Regions from separate parts of the Mus musculus genome. Here region 2 is linked to region 1. Evidence: chromatin contacts called from public Hi-C data. All regions are on one chromosome and are shown on one strand. Each heading gives the region's core, a stretch centred on a gene start, on an enhancer-like site or on the middle of the called end of the contact. The rest is flanking DNA. Distances are from core to core; before and after follow the strand shown.

Region 1 (5,330 bases), core at 791-3,290:
CCCAGAGCTGATGTTATCTGCAAGGTGGCCATAATTCATGACCTGCCTCCAGTAATGGTCCTCGTGGACCAGGATTTCACAGCTTCTGCTGTCCTCAAACCAGCTTCAATCAGTTTTTTTTTTTTACTCGTATCTGGTAGATATCGGCACGTCAGCAGACAGTGTGACTGTGAGCATGTATGCTTTGAGCACACGCCTCTATGCAATTTATGCGTGCACATGGGCATGTGTGTGTGAGTTCATGTCCACGTGTGTATGCATGCGTGCGTGCGTGCGTGCGTGCGTGTGTATGTGTGTGTGTGTGTGTGTGTGTTTGTAAGGAGGGGAAGCGGAGACAGTTACCCATTGTCTTGTTTTTTCAGAATCTCTTCCATCTTAAAGATGTCAAAACTCAGGCAAATCTTTTACATAGAAAAAAATGTTTTTTAGTCAAATTACCATTTCCTATTATTTAAAAGGCAAACACTAAGAATCCCTTCTATTGTGAGTTTTTGCGTTTGACCACCAGTGACAGCGTACCACTCACCTCTGTAACTTTGTTCTCTGGCCTTTCCACCCACTAGACACCTCCCACTGCCTCAGTGCCTAGCTCTGTAGATAAATGACACAGCCCAGAGGAAAGCCTGGGCGGGCTGCGACTGGGGGTTTCAGTGCTTGCTAAAGGTTACTGAGCCCCTGGGGAGAGAATGGGACAGATGTAGCCGGAGACAATGGGTTTGTGTCTTGGTGGGTGTAAAGTCCAAATAAGTAAGCCTGGGGGTGGGGGGGGGGCGGGTATTTCACTCAACAGGCAAGAGCAGGGCAGCTACTCCCAAAGCCACGCCCCCCCGGGGGGGGGTAAATCAGGGACTTTTATTCTGGGAGCCTTTCCGTATTCCTGTAGGGGTTGGTCTGTTCCTGGGCCTGCTCAGTTAAGGAGCACATTCTTGCGCATGCCCAGTTCAAGGTCGTGGTTTAAGTAGGCAGTGAGCACATTTTGGGGCGTGCTTAATCTGAGGTCACGGAGCACATTTAAGAAATTAAACTGATGGTCAGGAATGCTTCCTGGCCTGCTCAGCTTACATCGTAAAGTTTTAGTTGAAGACAGAGGAAAGGTGCCTATGGCCCATTCGTATAGGAGTTTGTTTGCCTTTAGTGGCTGAGTTTGGACTCAATCTGTTCTGTATTCAGGAATCTTCTCCCGGGGGAAGTGACCAGTTGTTTTCTTGTATCTGAGGTATAAATAAGTCCCCACTAGAGAGGAATACTTAGTCTTTTCCCTACTCCCCTCGGAGTCTGCCACGTCGCCTAAGCAACATTGCCAACCTACAAATGATTGGTTGATGCCTGAGGGGGCAGTGGAAATTGCTAGAAGTCTCCCCGTGTCCAAAAGCACACATAGGAATTTGAGCCCAGTGCTCTTGCCAATTGCTTATACAGAGCTAGTAAGCCAAATCTTCCCTCCTGTGCTAACGGTGTCACCTAAAATACCTCGTCCCGGACAGTGGTGGTGGTGGTACAAGCTCCAATCCAGCCCGTCCCAGCCTCCTGTGATTATAAAGACCACGAAAACATCCAGCTGATATGAGGGCTGCTGCTGCTACTGGCAAAATGGATGAATGTTTGCAGTTGGAGGTTATCAACCATACTGAGGGTGAAGGACAGAACACTTGTCAGATTCATATTCGTCTGACTCGAGAACATGTATACGTAGCAAACCACGCCCAGGAAAAGGCTTCCTCCCGTGAGCGCTTTGCTCTGCCAGGTGGACAGCGGGGAGGGTGCTAGCCTGCCTTCTTCCAGCCTCTCTCTTCTATTTTCCTTGCCCCCCCCCCCCAACCATCCCCTACCCCTTTCTCTTCATTCCTCTGAGATCTCAGCTGAGCCGTACACTCACAGGGGATTTACTTTTCTGACACACACAGAGACCTGAAGTGAGTGGTGTCACCAAAAGAATAAAGAAAACCCCAAACTTAGCGCCTCGTGTTAACCGCGTTTCACAACAAAGGCTGCCAGTGCCCTGGCTGACAGGGAAATTTTAAAAGTCATTGAAGTCGGAAATGTGTGACGTAGCCAATAGCAGCTGTGTGGAAACTGCTCTGCCCGTGGTCTTTCTACCAGTGACACGTTTCCACAGTGGGGCAGGCTGGGGGCTATCTCATTCTTTCAAGCTACGGAAAGTGGTTCGGTGTGTGGCCAGACCTGGTCTGTGGGAGCTTTGAGAAAGCACTGGAGAGGGAAAGGCAGAGTGTCAGAGGCGCCCGTGGAAGGGGTGCAGGGGAGCAGAGAGCCCAGGTAGGGCCTAAGCCACCGGGACTCCCCTCATCCCACTGTGGGGGTCTGGCATAAAGGAAGATGTGGCGATTCAGTATGCCAAGTCCCGAGTGCCTTCGCAAACAGAGAGAAGCACAGTTAAACTGGCTTCAGACGTCTAAAGCCGCAGTGGAGACCTGTTCTTGGGGCCTAGGGCTGGAGACCACAGATGTGTGTCTAGTCTTCTGCAGGGCTTGGGGGTCCCTGCATATGGAGACCCTCAGTGGAAACCATGCACCCTCCGTTCTCCACAGCTCCTACTGCTGTATGCATATCTCTCTCTCTCTCTCTCTCTCTCTCTCTCTCTGTGTGTGTGTGTGTGTGTGCGCGCGCGCATGTGCATGTGTGTACAAGCTTCCTCTTACATGAACTATGTCCAGAGTGTCTGAACTCTCCTGGCTCTTTCTTACTATCCATTTCCAAGTGGTGTGTGTGTACACACACATGCTTATGTTTTGAAACTTCACACGTGCTAGGTCAGAGCTCTATCACTGAGCTATACCCCAGTCCTCTGTGTTAGTTTTTACTTTGAGACAAGATTCCCTTAAGTCGCCCAGGCTGGCCTTGAACTCACTCTACAGCCTGGTCAGGCCATGAGCTTTTGATCCTCTGGCGTCGGCCTCTCTTGTAGCTGGGGTGATAGGCACCAGCAACCAAGCCTGGTTCGTTTTCAAACCTAAGGCCAACTTTGCACCACCGTCAGAGGCTACCTTCCCTGTTAGGCTGCCTGGCGTGTGCTCTTCCCTCTTGTTCTCTTCCAGTTCTCAAAACGCTCTCCCAGATTCAGGCCCGCGTATGGCAGAAGGAACTAAGGGAAATCAAGCAGCCTGCTGACCCCACAGCTGTCACGTGGAACGACGCTGTGGTACCAGAGTTTGTCGTCTATTGGGGAATTTTCTTTCTCCATGTGTCCCACATCCATTCTCCGGACTGCTTGCAAACCTATCACCGGCCTGCATGTCTGTCTTCTCTGTCACACATGCAAGCGGCCTCATTCATTCCCACCGCCAATCCTCTCTCACTGTGGCCAGCCTGAAGCCAAGCCAGCCCCTGTGTGGAGATGGGGGGAAGCAGTTGGTCGGGGAAGTCAAGGGAATGGCAGGGATCCAGCCAGGCCCTGCCCTGGAACAGTGACAGCTGCAGTCCTGGGTGGCATGCCTGGGCTCACTAACTGTCGCTACAGCCTTTTCAATGTTGGAACAGTCTTGGACAGATGGGAATGTTTGCCGAACTGAAGAGGTCAGCCCAAAAACTTTGGAAAATTCCACCAGACCCCTCCCCTCCTGAAAGAGAAGGGTCATAAAGAGCATAGGCACCCCTCCCCTCTGGAAGGGCGGGGCTAATTACAGTCCTCAGACCTCAGGGAGGTGGGGCTTACCACTGGCCACCTGTGGGTGGCTAGGGGAGGCCCAGAGCTCATAGACACATTCTGTGACCGTTGGCCACCTACCTCATTCCCTAAAGGCCAATCAATTTAAAAGTTACACTGTTCTGCCAATCACATTGTGCCTAATGGCTGCTGCTTTCAGAACTGTATAAAGGCTCGCTGGATGGGCTGTGCGTAGCTGTTCTCTCTCACGTGTAGGACGGCCCCAACATGCTGGAACAATAAATCCCTCTTGCTTTTTGCATCGATTCTCCACTCCATGTCTTTACTCAGGGAGTCCCCAGTAAGCCAGAGTCTTAGAGAACACCTGCTGTGTGCCAGCCAGAGAATCATGTTCAGCTGAAACAGTGTAACTCTCACCGGAAGTGCATGGGAGGTCCTGTTCTGAAGTTCTAGAATGGACGCTGTAAGTTCAATATAAAGTGTGCTCCAAAAGGCTAGTAGTTTGAAGGCTTGGTCCTCAGATAGTGGATCGAGTGGCCATGAGGAGTCTGACTTCCTAAGTAGACGTATAACTCCACAGCATTATTGAGTGGCCGTCAGAAGGTGAGGCCTGTTTGAGGAGGGACATCATTGGGGGTGTGTCTGTGATAAGCATCTTTTGCTTGTCCCCTGCTTTCTCCTCTTACTGGTTACCCTGAGCAGAGCATCTTTTTCCCGTGACCATGACACTCTGGCCTCACCACAGTCCTGAGAGCAGTGGGTCCAGCTGACCAAGGACTGAAACCTCTGTTACCCAGAGCCAAAACAAATCTTAGCTTCTCTTTTAGTGTTTTCTCTTGGGTATTTGTCACAGTGATGTCTGGTGACCTCAAAGACAAACATAGTTACGATACCATCAATGACACTCCTGACTGGGTATAGCTTTAAGATATATTTTACTTTGTTGATATTTTGATCTTTTATTAAAATGGTGTCCCCTCTCCTGTCCAAGAATGCTACTTATTCTGTAATGTGATTTTCTGTAGTGATGCATGGTTTTTAGATGGTTCTGAATTCAAAGCACTTTGACCCTCACACCTTACTTGATTTCAGTGTTCATTTTTCTCTGGAATGGGACAGGGCTTCTTAATTTTGTGTAGAGACAGTAAAGAAGGTCAGAGAAGAGGGCAACAGAATGAATGAGGGAAGGTTAAGGACTAGACCATCATTCTGGACTGCACACTGAATCTAACCTGTCTGAGATACCAGTTGCTGGCCTCCGCTCATTGCCACCAAGCGAGCCTCCCACTTGTGTTAAGGCCAGATGGAATGTTCTCTTTGCAGCCCCTAGTTGCTATGGGGTGGGTTGGCTCAGGGGAAATACCTCCGGGCTAGCAGACACCCACACACGCGTGAGTGGCAGGAAACAAAACCCAGTCGCCTGCATAGGAGTGTGTGCAGGTCTAGCCTGTGCGGGTGCCGGGCATGGGTGGGCTGAACAGTGTGACATTTCACTTCCCAGTGGAGTCTTTTGGTGGAAAAGGCTTGTAATGTAAATTTTGGGAAGAGAAGCCAAGTGGGAGGCACGGGAAGGCTCTAGCGGAGGTAGCAGCCCCTTATCTGACATTGTGATACTTTGCTTTCTTTGGAAAGGATATGTTGGCAGGGGGTCCTCCCCCTGAGTTTGTGTGTGTGTGTGCACACGTGTGCACTCATGTGCAACTGATTC
Region 2 (5,330 bases), core at 1,058-3,557, 500 kb before region 1:
CTCAAGCCCAGGTCCTCTGAGAGAGCAGCAAGCGCTCTTAACCACCAAGCCATCTCTCCAGTCCTGTTTCTCTCTCTATTAAATAAGTGTGTAAGAGTAGGTGTGGTATGGGTGTGTGTGTGTGCACAATGTGTATATGTGAAGGCCACAGTCAACCCCGGGTGTTGTCCCTCAGGACAGCCTGGAACACACCAAGCAGGCAAGGCTGGCAGGACAGTGAACCCCAGGGATCCAGCCATCCCTATTTCCCAATGCTACAATCACAGGTTAGGTGTGCGCTCACACCTGGCTGCTTATCCTTGTGCAGAAAGCACTTGACTCTCTCCCCAGTGTACAAAGAGGTTTTTTTAAAACAGGGACAGTTCACTCTGAAGCTCCCATGGCTCCACCCTACACCATGAAGCTTGGCTTCTGTCTCGCCATCTTTTTTTTTTTCTTATTGGGTTTTTCAAAACAAGGTTTCTCTGTGTATCCCTTGCAGTCCTAGAACTCAATTTGTAGACCAGGCTGGCCTTGAACTTATAGAGATCTGCTTGCCTCTCCCCCACCAAATGCTGGGATCAAATGTATATGTCACCACCACCCAGCTTGGCCATCTTTTAAAATATGTCTTCTTGGTCTTTGTGTGTTCGAGTTTGTATATGTGTGCCTATGTGTGGGCCTTCAGGGGTTGTGAGATGGGTGTGTGGCATTGAAGACTAAATCTACGCGTTTTCTGGTACTGAACCATGGGGGTTTGGTTGTTTTAGAAGTCCATGGATCTCTCATTAGTATCCTTTAATCTGTGAACAATAATGAAGGGGGTGTTTTTCTTCATTGTGCTTAATTAGAAATCTAGTCAGCCGTGAGATACAGAAATCTGGGGCAGTTGGTGATTGTGTACCACGAGTCTCAAATGCCTGATGTATCAGGTGAGTACCAAGCAGGTCAAATGAATTCCTTCCCAAATAAGACCACTCCCTGTCCTAGAGCACTAAGACTCTTGAGATGGCTTCATGGTTCCAATTCTTTCCCTGTCTTTGCCAGCCCTCATTCTTCTGTCTACGCTGGTGCACAGGCCCTAAGCTCACAGCCTCAGCCCATTCACCACCAAACAGAGGGGTGAATTGGTACTGCTTGGGCCCAAACGGCAGAATCGGGGTCCCAGGAAAGAGTCTGTACACTCTGGTCTTGCTCCTCAACCCCACATGCTTAGCCGTGTCCCTGTGCCCTGCAGCCTGATTGCTGCCCGATACATGCAGCGGCCACTTCTGATGCCGCCCAGTGTCTCCCATCCACCACCCACCTTAGTGGCCACTGGCCTCCTTCAAAGGAACCAAATTCCCTCCACCAAGTCTCCAAAACTAACTGCCTGGCCTGCTCTCCCTTCATTAGCTGGGGATCCAGAGGAGTGGGAAGGGTCCTCCGACTCAGAACCGTGGTCTCAGTATCTACCTGAGGTAGAGACACAGTCTCCCCTCTAGACCTCAAGTTTCTGGATTTTAAAACTCAAGGGTAAAATAATTAAAATAGGAAGGAAGGAAGGAAGGAAGGAAGGAAGGAAGGAAGGAAGGAAGGAAGGAAGGAAGGAAGGCAAGCCAGGTGGGGGTGGCACTGAGTTCTTGGCCAGCCTGGTCTACAAAGGGAGTTTAAGGGTAGTCGAGGCTACACAGAAAAAAACCCTATCCCGAAAAGAAAAACCAAAAAAATAAATAAATAAAAAAGAAACGATTCACAGAACACAGGAGGGTTTGCAGAGTTTGATCCTTGGTGTCACAGTGACTGGAATGGACGCCAGGGAAGCATTTGGGGCCTGTTTTAAGCCACGTGTGTCCCTCGCTTCAGAAATGCTATTTCCTCTCAGCCCCACCAGAGGGCGCCGTAGAACAAGGAGCCTTTGTTCATAGACTTTCCATATAATTCTTTTGAGCTATTTTCATTCACCATGCGACCTCGGATGACAGACTGAGACTGATTTTAAGAAACAAAAAACAAACAAACAAACAAAAAACAAACAAAAAAACCCAACAACTTTGTTGTAATTTTACGTTCTTACAGTTTTAATTGTCTGGAGCTACTGACTGCCGTTCTAAGTGTGCAGTGGTATGTCCCGCTGCTCATTGTAGCTTTGTGGTCAGAATATTTACTGAGCCGTTAAATAGAGAAAGATCAAAGACAAGACTGGCTCCCTTTGTTCACAACGACACAAATAGTGGCTACCTGTTCCGGCAAGGTCTGCTGTGCTGCCTTCTCTTTGTCCTCCACTTGGGTGTGACACCCCCTGTGTTTCTTTGGCGTTTTAAAATGGTCTCTCAAGATCTGGGCCATCCTGTCACAGGAACAACAACAACAACAAAAATGTGCGTCAATTTTAAAATTACAGCATTTTAAAAACAGAGTTAGACTTTTTTTATACTGTGACGTGTTGGACAGTTAGCTTGCCTGTGCCTGTGTGTACCCCAAAACAAAAAGATGCACAAGCCAGTTCTGGAAGCAGTTAGGAAACACAGGCAGAGAGCCCTTTCACAGAGTACACTGAAGCAGCAGCTCCTTGATGCTGCAAACTGGCTGAGGCTCAAAGTGGGCAAACCACAGGAACAGTTACAGAAAGTGAGGAAGCAGGCAAGACAATTCTGAGTCTCCCAGACGCCCCTGGAAAGGAAGTTGCTTTTCTAAGCCCAGCAGCCGCATCCTCTAGGCAGGGAGGGGCTACAGGACCACAGCCGCTGCCTGGCTCTGGCTGGCCACATGCTCCGCCTCCAGCCCAGCCCCCTCCCACCAAGCGCGCTCCTTCTGTTTCTTGGCTTTGTGATTCCCAGCAGCAAACCATGCTCTGTTTTCTGTAGCTGAGCAACGGGGCTGAGGGGTGTTGGATGGTGGAAAGAAGTCCTGGCAGGTGGTTTGTCAAAGACGCTGGCAATGGGGGCAGAGCATTCTTAGGGCTTATGTGGGAGACTGGCAGTCATCGCAGACTGCTATCACAGGGCTTCAGATTCCACCCTTCCCTTCCCTTCTCTTCCCCCATAGCCACCTATATAACCCCTTCTTGACCTTTTGCAGGATGCTTTCTTATACAGAAGGTTGAAACAGGAACTGGATAGACACCTCCGAGATTAAGAGCGTGCATGCTCTTACAGAGGACCCAGCTCCCAACCACCAGCTCCAGAGGTATCTAATGCCTCTGGCCTCCGACTGCATGCACAGGAACATACAGAGACAGACATGTATATACATAATTAAAAATAGTTTTAAAAATTGAGGTATGTGATTCATATACTCAAAACTCCCCCCTTGAAAGCCTGTGACTCAGTGGGCTTTCGGTGGGGTTTTTCCAGAGATGTGCGATTATCACCATAATCAAGCTGTGAGCATTTTGCTTGCCCCAAAAGGAGCACAGCATCCCAATACCTGCAGCTTTATCTATGGCCTGGCTTTAGAGAATTTTCAGGCTGAGTCTCGGTCCCCAGTAGTCACAAGTTGAAGCCCCAACCTCAGCACCTCAGAATATGGTTGCATTTGGAGACAGGTCCTTGAAAGAGGCCCACTGAGTTAAATGAGATCACAGAATGGGCCCCGATCTAACCCACTGTCCTTGTGAGAGGAAACGTGGCTACACGGACACACGCATGCATGAGGAGCCACCAGGAGCATGGGCTGCCAGCAAAGAGAGTGGCAAAAGAATATCAGGCCACGTGGCAGCATCTGAGAAGGGAGGCTTCCATCCCGCAGGCAGGCCCTTCTGCTGCCATCTGACCCGGCACAAGTTCAGCTGTCCACATACCCTGCTCCACTATGAAACTGGGAGCCCAGATAAATCTTTCCTTTCTCATTTCCACGGGTATTTTGTCAGAGTGATGGAACCCTAAAACATCTTCCTGCCTCTCAGGATCACTGAGATTCCTCCAGAAGGCAGGGGCCTGCCACGTGAGCAAGTGAAGGCTGGGGTATTCGGTGGGGGAGGGGCAGTGTGCTGGCTGGCTCGTCTGTCAGCCCGACACAAGCTAGAGTAAGGAGCAAACCTTAACTGAGAAATCGCCTCCCTAAGATCCAGCTTTAAGACATTTTCTTAATTGGTGATCAATGTGGGGAGAGCCCAGTCTGCTGTGGGTGGTGCCATCCCTAAGCTGGTGGTTCTGGGTTCTGTAAGAAAGCAGGTTAACCAGTAAGCAGCACCCTCCATGGCCCCTGCAGCAGCTCCTGCCTCCAGGTTCCTGCCCTGTTTGAGCTCCTGTCCTGACTTCCTTCATGATGAATACCGAGTTATTCCAAATAATTCCCTACCAACTTCCTGTTTGGTTATGGTGTTTCATCAAAGCAATAGAAATCCTAATTATGACTGGCAGAAGCCAATAGCAAAAACATCCAATTAAATGCCTTGGGGTTTTGATTTGTTTAATTAGTTTAGGCTGGAAAGATGGCTCAACCACTAAAGGTTAGGCTCAAAACCAAAAATGCTAGATTTCTTTTATGTGTATGGGTATTTTGTCTGCGTGTATGTGCACCACAGTGCCTGAGGGTAGAGTATTTATTTGACTCACATGGAGGCTAAGTCTGAGATTGTAGCCATACCAGCTGATCTACTAACTCATGATCAAACAGGTATACTGTCAAACTCAAGATCAAATTTCTGCTTCTCTCCAAAGTGTGGCTTAACTCTTCCTAACTTTTTATTTGAACTTTTAAAAATATTTGCTGCAGTCACCACTGAACCTTTGTCATCCGTTTGTTTGTTAGGTCGAGCAAGACAGGGTTTCATTATGTAGCCCAGGCTAGCTTTAGACTTGAAGCAACTCTGCTGAGCCCAGAGCCCAGGTGCTGAATGTATACCACCACCACCCCACCCCCAGTTATCACTGCATCTTGATGACAAAGTCTAGTAGCTTAGTGGATTTGGGGAAATAGGTGTTGATTTAGTATCCTGGTCCCAAACAAGACTTAACTTAAGAATCAGAAGTAGATATATATTAATCCTTTCCACACGCTTTATCTTGAATTTCTTCCAAGACTTTTATGCTAGGCTGTGGTAGAGCCTCTGCTTTGCACAAATGAAGCCCTATGTTGGATATCCAGTATTCTTCTAATAAAAAGAAAGGGACAGAGATGAGGAGGAAAGGGGGGGGGGGGAGAGAGAGAGAGAGAGAGAGTGTAATGGATCTATATTAACAAACAAGTTTGGCTGTGTTCTTTTTAATGAGTTATTAAGGCTTACAAAGTCCTCCTCTTTTGATCATTGGCCAAACAATGAAGGTAAGCATCTTACGAACCTGTGGACAATGGGAGGGAAGGAAGGACTTCCTGTCTGCATCATCTTTGGTATACTCCCTGAAAGAATGACATCAGCTAGCCCCTCC

The links. Hi-C and Micro-C count contacts between places; a contact is called where the count stands out from the background.
Region 2: a Hi-C map of CD8 T cells shows a contact between it and region 1, with 2.4 times the contacts expected there. The contact joins the promoter of T2 here to the enhancer-like site in region 1. A contact is called at or near these places in 1 of 15 datasets of contacts at CTCF or cohesin (large pre-B cells), 23 of 484 Hi-C or Micro-C datasets (B cells, CD4 T cells, CD8 T cells and 13 more), 4 of 115 datasets of contacts at active chromatin or transcription factors (DN3 thymocytes, large pre-B cells, memory CD8 T cells and 1 more) and 1 of 9 other capture datasets (macrophages).

Annotation. Positions count from the first base shown.
Region 1 is chr17:7,871,686-7,877,015 of GRCm38.p6, reverse strand. All of the region lies in intron 5 of Gm1604a (predicted gene 1604A), which reads left to right. Among named protein-coding and RNA genes, the nearest start is that of AU041480, 37 kb to the right of the region's middle. Within about 2 kb of position 2,040, at least 102 of the 459 cell types and tissues checked have an H3K27ac peak or open chromatin away from gene starts, as enhancers often do. A contact at or near this core is called in B cells, CD8 T cells, DN3 thymocytes and 6 more, where this site is marked.
Region 2 is chr17:8,369,373-8,374,702 of GRCm38.p6, reverse strand. It overlaps T2 (brachyury 2), which reads right to left and starts at 2,307. Exons shown (of 11, transcript NM_001161832.1): 1 at 2,200-2,307. The coding sequence starts at 2,307.